Linked DNA regions of Anas platyrhynchos: region 1 is linked to region 2. Evidence: chromatin contacts called from public Hi-C data. All regions are on one chromosome and are shown on one strand. The core of a region is the stretch at or near the end of the contact, and the rest is flanking DNA. Distances in the headings are between cores, read along the strand shown. Region 1 has its middle 11 kb from the start of GLS. Region 2 holds the start of HIBCH (3-hydroxyisobutyryl-CoA hydrolase).

Region 1 (5,762 bases), core at 1,831-4,330, 110 kb before region 2:
CATCATATATTTCAACCTTTAACTAAAAGCCATCATCCTATAATGCTGGATGAAGTGCTGCAAAACGCCAAGGCTGTTTCATATCATGGCAGATCTTACAGAGGTTGTGATGCCCATGAAGGCTGTGCTAAGCTGAGAAAGATGCTAAGCCATGAGACCGAACTGAGATGCTAAGATCCTTGGCATCCTCCTTATTCTAGGTGGAAATAACTCGACACTGACATTGCAGATTTCAGGCGTGCCATCTAAGGTCTGTTGCTACGTGTTAAACCTTACTGCCAATCATTACAGCATAACAGGTTCCAGCACCCCATGCTGAACACCGTGTACTCAGGCAGACAAAACCAGAACAGCTCTGGTTCCTTAAAGCTGCTGCAAGGAGGACTTGGATGCACACAAAGTTGTGAACGAGCTGTCACAAGCAGTGCTCACCTCTCCCCTTACAGCAGGGGCATTAACACCACAGGTGATCTCCAGGGTCCCTGCCGCCGTGCCAAATATTGCTGGCTACCTGGCGAGGCTGCCAGTAGAGCCAGAAGGAGCTTCAGGAGGAAGGAGGACCTGCAGAGCTCGTGCACTTCATTGCAGAGGGTTCTTCAGATGGAGAGAAAAGGGTATGTTCATGCTGAGAAGACAAGACTGCACCAAAATACATGATAGAAGTGGTATTGCACAGACTGCGGTCACCTTCACTACTGGGCAATGTCACGTAACACAGGAGACCATGCAGCCTTCTCTTCCGTGTGGTTTTTGGAGTTCCCTGATCCCCTGCATTCCTTCAACAGTCTCCAGTCACCATTCACACCTGCTTATGTCTTTGAAGTATGCGGTTAAAACACATGAGGAATGGCTAAAAAGTCAAATGCTTGTCACACCATAAATGAGAGAGTTCATCTACAACATTGCTTTTAAGCGTTTTTATCATTGAGTGAATCATATAAGCCATTAAAATCAGGAAAAATCATCATCACATGCAACTGTGAGAACACTTTAAATGTATTAGTTGCATAATTGAGACCCTTGACTTCCAAAGCCCTACCCAAAGATAGCTTGCACTCGAGCTGGAGGAGCCACTGTGACCTTATCTTGGGTCCAGCCAACCGAGGGAACTGCAGAACCCTTTAGCAGGGTGTTACGGAGCCATCTGAGGACAGCAGCGAGGTATTAGGGATCAGAGTTTCTGGGTCTTGTTCCTCACCCATGACAAGGTTTTACCTAGGAAAGACGGTCATGTATGTTGTCTGGGCTTACTCAGCCTAAACCTATGGATGAGACCCCCAGTTTCAGGTTAGAAAAAGAAATGCTCACACGTACAGCAAAGTACAGCCTAGATGGCAATACTTTTGAGAGGCAGAGCTGAGAGTTTTAACTATGGCTCACACAAAAGTGTTTACACATTTTTTCCCCTGAACTGAAGTAACTGCTGAAGTTACTCATTAGCAGTTCACATTCAGGCATAGGGACATTTGCTCAGGGCACAGATTTATTTTATTTATTTTTATTTTCTTACAAGCATGCAGCTTGCATCTGAGGAAGATCAATTATTAACTGTGGCCTGAGATGGAAGCATACAGGTTTAGCTTTCCTGAGGGGCATCGCCAGATCTGACAGGCTCTGGCATGGGCTGCTCCCCCAGCCAGGAGGTTATGTCCCATGGAACAGGCAAAGGACACTACAGCAAGTACCTAGGGCAATAAAATCACGAGTAACTTTTATAGTGCTTTTTTATAGAGCTGTAGCTTTCGCTTGCCATCAGCTCCTTATCCAAACCCCCAGAGCACTCAGGCATCCCTGCCCCGCAGACGTTGCGAGGCCTGGCATCACGCATGGCAGCCCGCACGTGGCAAGCCCGCAGTCCTTTCTCGCTTCTGGCCCCGCTTTTCTAAAATGAGCGGGGGAACTTCCCTGCCTCTTCTCATTTGCAAATGCTGCTTCTGGCTGGAGGCAGCAGGAGCAGAGGGAGCAGGAGCTCGCTGTGGGGCAGGCCCCGCTCACAAAGGCGGCCTTGTGCTCCTGGGCCCGACTCCTCGGCCTCCAGGCTGTCCCGGCCGAGCTGCTGAAACCCAAGGCAGTCATGTGGGCTCGTGGCAGACATCAGCGGGTCTATTTAGATTGATTACACATCCAACAAAACTGTTCCTGCCAAGGTCTGTTTAAGGTTTCGTGGTGTCTCATAACCGCTCACCCTATTACAAAAATATATCACCTTCGTTGCTAAGCCAGCACGCCAACACCAGGCCGACCCAGGAGGGGAACCAAGGCACAACGAGCAGCCCCATTTGGTAGCCCCAAAGGTGTTTAAAGTTTCCATCTGAAGACACTAAATTACCAGCACTGGTCTCTTCACTCTGTGTTTGTGCAGTGCTTAACAGAGCCCTGCCCCCTGTCCCTGATGGCTGGGCACGGCCACACAGGTGCCCCAGACAATACAGAAAGCCCCATGGAACAATGCCCCGCAATGACTTGTGTTTGCAGGAGGCTGGGCTGGGCCCTTACTCATCCCTCCCCGGAGTACTGGGGAATCAGAAATAGCACACAGCAGCTCAGCTAGCTCCCTCTCAGGCCTTCAGCCAAGAACAACTCTTGCCTCCAGTGCAGGGCCTGTAAACCGATTTCAAGATGAATGCCATGGTCATGACACACTAGGTGAAATTATTCCACGTCAAGCACCCGAACCCTTGAAATCTTAACAATTAACTCCTCGCTGACTGCTGTGTGAAGTTCATTAAACATTTGCCTGAAAACGTGCTTTTCTTCAAGAAAACGCTGCCCAAATCCAGCTCAGGGCACAGACTCAGTGAACTCTGAAAGCAACATGACAGGGAAGACCACAACCTCCAGCACGCAGAGCAGCTGAGGACAGCAAGCCAGCAGCCAAGAGTTTTCTTGGCCCTCAGCCTTCCCTGCTGAAGCAGCTGGGAAACAGCAGTTAGTTTGGGACAGCAGAGTAGCATCATTTACCGTTTATTTGCAAATGATCAGTAATATCTACAGTAATTTTTCTGTAGGCCTACGCCTGCTCTGCTTAAAGGCTGAGGGCTGGAGCTACAAGTGCTAGTCACTGCCCTGCAGCTCAAGGGAGTCACTGTGTGCTCCGTGGCTCCAAGGGGTGACTCACTTCCAAAGCTGAAATTCCACTTGCCCACAAGTGACATGGTAGCTTCTGAATCTCCAAGAGCATTCAGCTGGAATTATGTCACGGGGAGAAGAAAAAAAGACATGTTAGCTGAAGGGACAAGCTGCAACCCATCACCCTGTGGTTGCTGTCTGCTACGTTTGGTACGTCTCTGCTGGGACAGGATCTTACCCGGCTCCTAGAAGCCTTCAAGGCCAGGCTTGATGGGGCTTGGAGCAACCTGGTCTGGTGTCCTCCACCAAAAAAGCAGCTGTTCAGAGGGCAGGCTATGGTGCCCATGCTCAGTCTGGGGAGAACGGTGCCTCCGTGGACTCTGGCAGCAGCGCGAGCCGTGACAAATGAGCACATAGCCATGTGCAAAGTCACTGGCAGATTTCCTTCCCCACCCAAACACAATCTCACGCTAGTCAAAGGTAATTGTTCATCACTTCAAACTGCGTTCTAGATAAGCACCAGGACTACTGCATTACGGGAGGCTCGTCTACCAAGCAGGGTGTGTGTCTCTCATTGCTCTTACAGGCTATCTCGCAAACGCCACTGTGGCACTATGAGCCAAGGCCAGTAGGTCAGAAAAGCTACTGGAGGACATAAAAATGTTTTTGACTGGTGGGAGAAGAGTTGTGATGCACAAAACTGTGCAACCGCTAGCACAAGTGCCCTTTTTTATTTGTTTGCTTACTTCCTGGCACAGCACCACGGCTCATCCCACAGCAACAGCTTCATCCAAAATAACATTTTTCTCATGTGTGAGAAAAAGGAGAATCAAGAAAGGACCACGCTTAAAAGAAATGCAAAGTGGATATGCAGAAACGAGTGATGGCTTTTCTTGTACAGCACGGCAGCAAAGCCTTCAGGCAAAACAAAATAAAACTAAATTCAACTTGTTTTCCATACTTCTTCCTGTGCATGCTGTATTTGAGTGAGTTCTCCATTTAGCAATCCAAGACGTAGCCCTTCCCTGCTGCAACAGGGAAATTAGCCCCAACTTTCACCACATTTCACAGAGTTTGGGAACCAACACATCAGAAGGTGTGGTCAGGCGGGTATTTTTCCTCTTGGAAAACAAACAAAGAAAAGCAAACCTAAAAAAAGCCCTGATCATAGAAAATGCATCAGCCCCAGCATCTTCCTCATGCCAATGAAGTTCATTATGCAACTGATAGCGTTACCGTTCAGGTGTAACCACTGCCTCTGCTGCCCTTCCCCAAATTTCTGTTTGCTTTGCAAGTCCTGCAGGGCAAGGATCTGTCTTCCAACTCTTTGAAGTGCTTCACACACTGCTGGCATCATATAAAAGTACCATAAACACACACAAGCATATATCTGCATGGGTTTTAATTATTAAGGAAGTTGTTCTATTTGCTGCTTATTTTGCTGGGCAATGGTTATCTCACCCCGACTTATCACAAGCTCGTTACAGACATATACAAATGCCGAAGTAATCGGGCAAACGCAAGCAATAATAACTTATTTCCTCGACAAATATAAGCTGGGAGAAGCAAGACAGAAAGTGCGTCATTTTGCAGGACAGCACTCTGCGGGCAGTGGGAGCTGAGCAGAAAAGCTGTCCTCAAGCACAACCTGCAGGTGCAAGCCGATACTGCAGCTCTCGAGCTGGGCTTCTGCCTTTGAACGTTTCTGGAGGTTTTGGTGAGGAATACACCCCTAGGAGCTGCAGCCTGGCCTGGCGTCTTGCTCTGAGCTTTGCCCCCGGTGGGTGACAGAGAAAAGCATCCTGCTGAGCCGGGTACAAACAGGGACACACCGTGCTGCTGCCAAGATGACCCTATAGAGCAAGAAACCCAGCCTGTTGGAGTGGTGTCCTTGCTGAAACAAAAATCTTTGTCCCAGGCAAAACTACATCTGTTTTCTGCTCTACTAGTAGGTGGCACGTAAAATAATAATAATAATAATAATTCTTCGTGAAGATGAAGACCTTATTAAAGGGTAAAATGTGTTGCAAACACAAAGGTGATCACTGCAAGCTTCACGGCGCCCAGGATGGAGCACTCAAACCCCTCTCCACAACAGCAAAGGGCTTCCACCCTTTCTGGGGAAGGGACTGAGAGAGGACTTCCAAACCAGCTCTGAACAGGGGCATGGTGTACCGGGTGCGTGAAAGTTGAATCATCATCTTAATGATGATTTTTCCTTCAGAGACGTGAAGTGGTTTTCCAGAAGTAGTGAATTAGGCACTGTGTTTGGTCACATCATCTCCTCCCTACCATCCCCACCAAGTCAGGAAAACCTGGAGTCCACACAAGCATTATTTACACCGGATAGAGGGATGATAAATGATAAAATGGCAAAAGAAGAAGGTGGCTTACCTCCAGGTGAGGTTTCTGGTCTTCAGGGCCAGCGAGCTCAGCCATGACCTCAAGAAGCTGGTACAGGAAAGGACACCTGTAGCTCTAGGGCATGCAGGGCTCACAGGCAGGGCTGTGCTGTGCTCATCCTGATCTTGGCTGGGGAAAACATGAAATACGTCCCTAATACATGAAATTGTAGTATGCACCTTGACAGGCATGTGTGTTCAGCCACTCCAGAGCTAACAAGTATGGGTGTTTTGTTCCCAACATCTCTAAACAAGCCCAGTGCTCACCTACACAGCAATTTTTCAAAACAG
Region 2 (6,026 bases), core at 1,089-3,588:
TACTAGGGGTGCTGCTCACCCCTAAAATATCCACTCTGCCACAGCCCTCTTTGCTGATAGCAATATCAAAATAATCCCTAGTTAAATGTTATCTCATTCAACTTATTCTCATATAAAATTCCATTATTTTCAATGTTTTCACTACTTTTATGGATAGCAATCTTTTATTTTCTTTTTAGAAAGCGTTTTCCCTTTGGCATTCCACTCTGCAGAAAATAGGGTGTGAAGTACTACTAAAATCCCTGGTATCTGAGTTACTTTTTGAACCCAACTTTGGACTGGCTTGCACGCACCAAATGGTTATCAGTGAGAAAACTGCAGTACTCTTCAGAGCTCCGTACAAACAAACAAAAACACACAGGTAAATTTAAGCCATCAGTGGCATGTTTTAAAATAAAGTAGAACGCAAGGCTCAAGAAACAGGGCTCCAAAGCTCCTTCTCGAAACCAACAGGAAAAAAAAAAAAAGAAAAAAAAAAACATTAAGCATAAATTCAGTGTCATCACCCTGGAAAGAAATTGGTAGCTGTTGCAAGACAATGCTTGTATTACTTCATTATCTACAAATGAGCAGGCCCCGCTCTTGTTCCAAATCAGACATACAGCTGGGAGAGAACAAAGAAAGGCTCTACACCATTATTTACACTGAAGCCAGGAGAGGATGAAATAGATTAAAATCTGGATAAGTAAAAGGTGAATCAGACCACTGACTTCTATTCTGGACTCCTAGACACTGCCATCCTGTGTAATCATGTCCTGATCACAGCCTTCCCCTTCGTGTGCAGGTGGAATTTATTAAGACATTTCCAGGAGTTTCACAGACTCCTCTCGCTCTTACCTGCGATTAGCTTCCATGCACTGATTTCTTCATTTCCACAACGATACTAACAAAAGGATTCCTCTATAGAAAGGCGCTGTTCATATTTGCTAGTGAAATATATAGACTTTCAGGCATCAGATACTAAGTACAAAAACATTACCTGCTTATCAAACTCCCCATAACCTGGTTAGGCCTAGATAAGAGATGCAGTTATCCCACTCTTAACAAGTATAAATATAAATAAAAAATATAAATATGGGTTCAGATTTGGCCACCATGGTAATTTGGTGTTGCTTCGGTTGGTTTAGATTTGATTGTATGCAACTTGCTGTAAGACAGTATATAAGGTTTTATATAGTCAAGATAACGTTAACAGGCCACATCTTTCACAACCATATGATCTATGAGTAAAGGTCTATATAGTCTGGATGGCCTAATGAATCCTGCAGTTAATTAACTCGCAGTAGGCACGCTCCCAAAGCCTGCAAAAGCACCTTCTGTCCTGTTCTCTCAGTCATTTTTTCCCCACAATGTACGAGACTGAAAACTGAGGCTACATAATACTGAAACGTTTCGTGTATTGCCTTGTGTCTATTTAGCCTGATGAAGATTTTTACAACTAAATTTAATATGCCCCGAGTTACTACAACGGAAATGCCAATACTGATGACGCTGCTGCAAGCAGGGGCTGAATCATTTCTAGAAATAAAGAGCAAGGCTGCCCTCTGGGGACTTCTCCAGAAGTGCTACAGAAGGCGTGGATTTTTTGTTCCAGCAAAATAAACTTGCTGCAAAGTTTGCTTGTTTGCTTTTGTTTGTTGTCAATACAGATACAAATCAAGCGCTGAACTTGCTATATTGAGATAGTGAAGCTACATTTCTACTAATGTACCTAACGCACCACTTTGGTTCACCATACTTTTTGATGTCTCACGATGGTATGTGTCAGCTTAAAAAAAAATAAAAGTCTATGGAGCAGTGTAACAGTTACTGAATAAAAAGGTAATTTAGTATTATGGGCTACTAGTATGATGCCTGTAAATCCTCAATTGTCTTAATGAACTTATATTGAGAACATATTGAATTGTTTTAATGAACAATATATTGTCTTAATGCATTTATATTTGAAAAAAGGCAGTTTCCCTGAGTGCGATTTGAGTGTATTTGCTCTGAGTGCAGGCTGTGTTTGAGCTCAGGGCTGTGTCTGGCTGCCACTGGTGCAGCAGCCACACCACCTCCTCAGTCCCTGCCTTTACCTTCCTTGAGGTCCTCCTCCCTTTACAGCAGCCCTGCCTGGCGGTGTGGCGGCACATGGGCTCAGCTCCTCAGTCACTCAGCGGCACGTCGATGGCCGAGCAGGCAGCACAGAGCCTGTGAGGCACAGGGGGGAGGGGGGGGCAGAACATGGAGGTCATAAACACCGGACCAAGCCTTGCTGCTGCCAGCACCACACTGCCACACGCAGCCTGGCGGACACCCTGAGCATCTAACAGGGTGCGGGACCCAGCGGGGCTCCAGCCCCACACCCACACGAGTTACAACACCCCCGTGCCGGGGCTGAGGCGCCGCGCATGCTCCCGCCCCGCCCAGCCCCGCCGTACCGGGGCCCATGACGGAGAGCGACGGCGCCGGCAGCCGCCATGGCGGCCCGCCTGCTGCGGCCGCTGCCCAGGTAACGGCCGCGCGGCCGCTTCCCCCCCCCCCCCCCCCCCGAAATGGCGTCGCCTCAGGGCTCGGTGCCTGCCCCGCGCCCTGCCCTCAGCCCCCGCGGCTTCCTCCCCGCCGTGGTATAACGTGATGATGGTGGCTGTGGCGTGAAGTCCTGAGAATGCCGCTTTGCATAAAATCACACAATTACTGGGATCATGAAGGGAGCTTAAAAATCACCTCATCCCAGCGCGCCTGCTGTGTGTGGGGATGCTGGTTTTATTGTTCTCCTCAGGAGAATACAACGACAATAAAAGTCTGTTACTTAAATTAAGTAACAGGTTCAAAACCTGCTTTTATAAACAGTTTGGTATGGCCAGATATCTCCTCTTGGCAGCACAAGCATTAACTTTGCTCGAGTTGTTTCGTAAACCCTACTTAAATGTGCATACATGCAACACAGCGAGAGCAGGCTTTGTGTAATGGAAGCCTCAGGACTGTGGTGGTTTTTTTTTTTTGTTTTTTTGTTTTTTCCAAAATACAAGTATTAAAAGTTCCAGACAAGCATCCCCCAAACTCCTACTTTGTCATATTAGCGCCCAGACAACTTGCAATTGCTTAAATGCAATGAAAACATTAGCAGTTGACGTTGGTATCTATATATAACAACATGCAACGATACTTCCAACCGCTTTGATATCAAAATATTACTTGATTAAGACAAAGTGGAATGTAGAGCAATCAAGTCTAGAAATTTTCTGACAAAGCTTTGCTCAGCTGTGCATTTGGGGGTTGTATAGCTGTTTTAGAATTTTAGTTTTTAACATTTCTTTTTCAGACTGAAGCCATTTAACAGACTGCAAGTAATATTACAGCATTTGGTAAGAACTACATCGTGTTTGACTGAGGTGGAAGCCCTTGGGACGTTTAACTCCGTACCTGAGACAGACAACACATGCAACTTCTAATGTGTGTGTGTGGTGCTTCTGAATGCCATTCAGGCAGAACATTGTCTATGTATGTGAGCACTTTGTTGTGTGTCTACTAAACCATAAACTAAAGCCCAATTATTTGGCTTTCCCTAATTTTATAGTTAATTTCTGTGTTAGTTTCGTTATATTCCTTAAATGTCATTCAACTTTGAGTTTGAATGTGAAATTCAATTGTGAAAATAGGTTAGCAACCAACTCAACTGTTAGAAATTACATAAGAAGTTGTATGTACATTTGTGGTTGCAGTATCAAACTAGCACTAGGGACATACAAAACTCTTACTGCAATTGTTGTAGGTATTTTCTGAATGTCAGTTTTAAACACCACAGTTCATCGTTTAGTATCTCAAGTGTCATTGCCAAAGAGCATATAGCTCAAAAGCTTGTCTGAGGTTTGTCAGAGTCCTTCAGAATAATAAAGCAGCTCCAAGAGAACCATGTAAGAAATACAAATATGACTTGAATTACAGTGGGAAAGCCTTAATGTGAAATTCAAAACACATATTTTTATAATCTTAAATAGTGTGCTTTGAGAGTATATTTCCGTAAATGCTCTCGTATGTTACTTAAGACATCAAAGACATTAACATATTTATTTTATTTGTTTTTGCACTTACAGAAAATGTGTAAGCATACTGGTTCTTCAGATGAAGTGTTGTTGGAAAAGAAAGGAGGTGCAGGAATAATAACTTTGAATAGACCCAAGGCTCTCAATGCACTAAATCTTTCTATGATCCAACAAATTTATCCACAAATAAAGGTTAGTAGCTGTTACGTTACCTGATACTGCTTTTAAAATTCATTCTGACACTTCATAGCATACCAATTTAAATAATTAAATTGTGAGAACACTTGCTAATGAGCTCAGATGTGTAGGATGGAAAAGAACAGACAATTTCAAGCAGGTTAGAAAGAAGAGACACCAAAGAAAAAAGCTGTCAGACAAAAAGTGAAGTTTTAGCATCTGCATAGATAAGACCCCTGTATTAACACCAGGACTGAATTAAAGGCAAGCAGTAGTTAGTGTTTATATGTTTCTGTTCACAACACCCAGTTGGTCAGTCAGCACATATTCTAAGCTGTACAGAGGTGTTGCCTCTGAGCTGAGTGCATGTTTTGCTGGGAAGTTGCATAGCTGAAAAAGATCAAATTATCATGAAGCAAGTTGCTTTAGTTTCATTCCCTAAAAAAGAGCCTTGTGGAGTTATGGACAATGCTTCTCAGTAAAGTAACGTGAAATTTTAAGCATGCAAATAGTCTTTTTTAATTTAACGATGTTGTTCATCATATGCAGAAAGTCAAATATTAAATACCAGTATTTGTTAGACAGTTACCTGCCTCTTGATATTTTGACAGATGGTTATGTTGCAAACTTACGCATTCTTTGAAGAACATTTAAAGCAGTACTGAGAACTGGATTTGTTTTATGCACAACCTTAAAAGGTGGAGTAATTTTAAGTATAGCTGCTGGTAGACAGAAATACCTTGTCACAGATGCATCTGTGCACAAATTGGCTTAATCCAGTCCTTGACAGGTATTGATTGCAATCATTTTGAAAATATCCATCAACAATTTAAATGCTCTTTTCCTTGCTGCACATCTTAGATATACAAAACTTCCATGAATTGTCTTGAAACAGTTACTATATCTTCTCTATTCCCACCTTTCTCCCCCAGCATTGTGTTCCCATCCAGGTTTATATAGGGCCCTGCTTTAGGGAGTGCTGCTTTTCGTCAGAGAATGGGAGCTGTCTTTGAGCATTCTGAAATACACAAAGTGGCTGTGCAAATCTCTGCCACCAGGGTTGAATATGACAATGGAGTGGCAGTTAGAAACTCCTAAGCAAATGTGTGAAGCTCTCAGACTTCATTTTAAAAACAATCTTTCTGAAAAAATAAAATAAGAATCATACTATACAGAAAAAGAATGTTGAATTAGAATGTTAATCTTATGTGGAAACATTTGCCTCACTTTAGGCTTGGGAGCAAGATCCTGAAACTTTTCTAATAATCATAAAGGGAACTGGAGGAAAAGCTTTTTGTGCTGGTGGTGACATCAGAGGTAAGGGCTATAGTCACTTTAAATAGTTTTTACTGTTTTATACGCAATGTTCCAACAGCTGTCTCATGACAACAGCATCATACAGCATCTGTGCATCAAGGTGGTAGAAGAAGTTGGCACAACTAAACTCACTGTTCTGTGGCAAGCCTCTGTTTACCTGAGTCACAGTAAATAAATTAAAGCAGTCAACACAAAACAGTAACTGGGAAAGATATGTCAAATTCTTGCTTATGAATAACTGGTGATAGCAGCCAGTCACTGAGAGGTTTCTTGTCTCTTCCTTCTTCTTCCCAGCATTTCATTAAAGACAGCTTATTTACAAGAAATTTGAAGGGTTCTAACAGATAGCTTTATTGGATAATTTCTCTGATGTTTGACTCAGAGGTGGCTAGATAAGTAGCTGGCTACAGCGATCAATGTATTTGTGATTATTCTTTAACTATGAATGGTAGAAAGTCTCCAAACTGTTTGAATTGGCAGTTGTTTTAAATCCTAGGTAATCAAGCA

What was found. Hi-C and Micro-C count contacts between places; a contact is called where the count stands out from the background.
Region 1: a contact with region 2 is called in a Hi-C map of subcutaneous adipose tissue, with 7 times the contacts expected there. The contact joins the enhancer-like site here to the promoter of HIBCH in region 2. A contact is called at or near these places in 5 of 8 Hi-C or Micro-C datasets (F1 follicle, F5 follicle, liver and 2 more).

Annotation. Positions count from the first base shown.
Region 1 is chr7:36,193,114-36,198,875 of IASCAAS_PekinDuck_T2T, reverse strand. No RefSeq gene overlaps it. Among named protein-coding and RNA genes, the nearest start is that of GLS, 11 kb to the left of the region's middle. Within about 2 kb of position 3,080, at least 5 of the 8 cell types and tissues checked have an H3K27ac peak or open chromatin away from gene starts, as enhancers often do. A contact at or near this core is called in subcutaneous adipose tissue, where this site is marked.
Region 2 is chr7:36,077,295-36,083,320 of IASCAAS_PekinDuck_T2T, reverse strand. It overlaps HIBCH (3-hydroxyisobutyryl-CoA hydrolase), which reads left to right and starts at 2,338. Exons shown (of 14, transcript XM_038182046.2): 1 at 2,338-2,491; 2 at 3,305-3,347; 3 at 4,077-4,217; 4 at 5,435-5,519. The coding sequence starts at 2,460. MFSD6 (major facilitator superfamily domain containing 6) reads right to left here and starts at 2,513. Exons shown (of 8, transcript XM_072040503.1): 1 at 2,421-2,513; 2 at 2,076-2,190.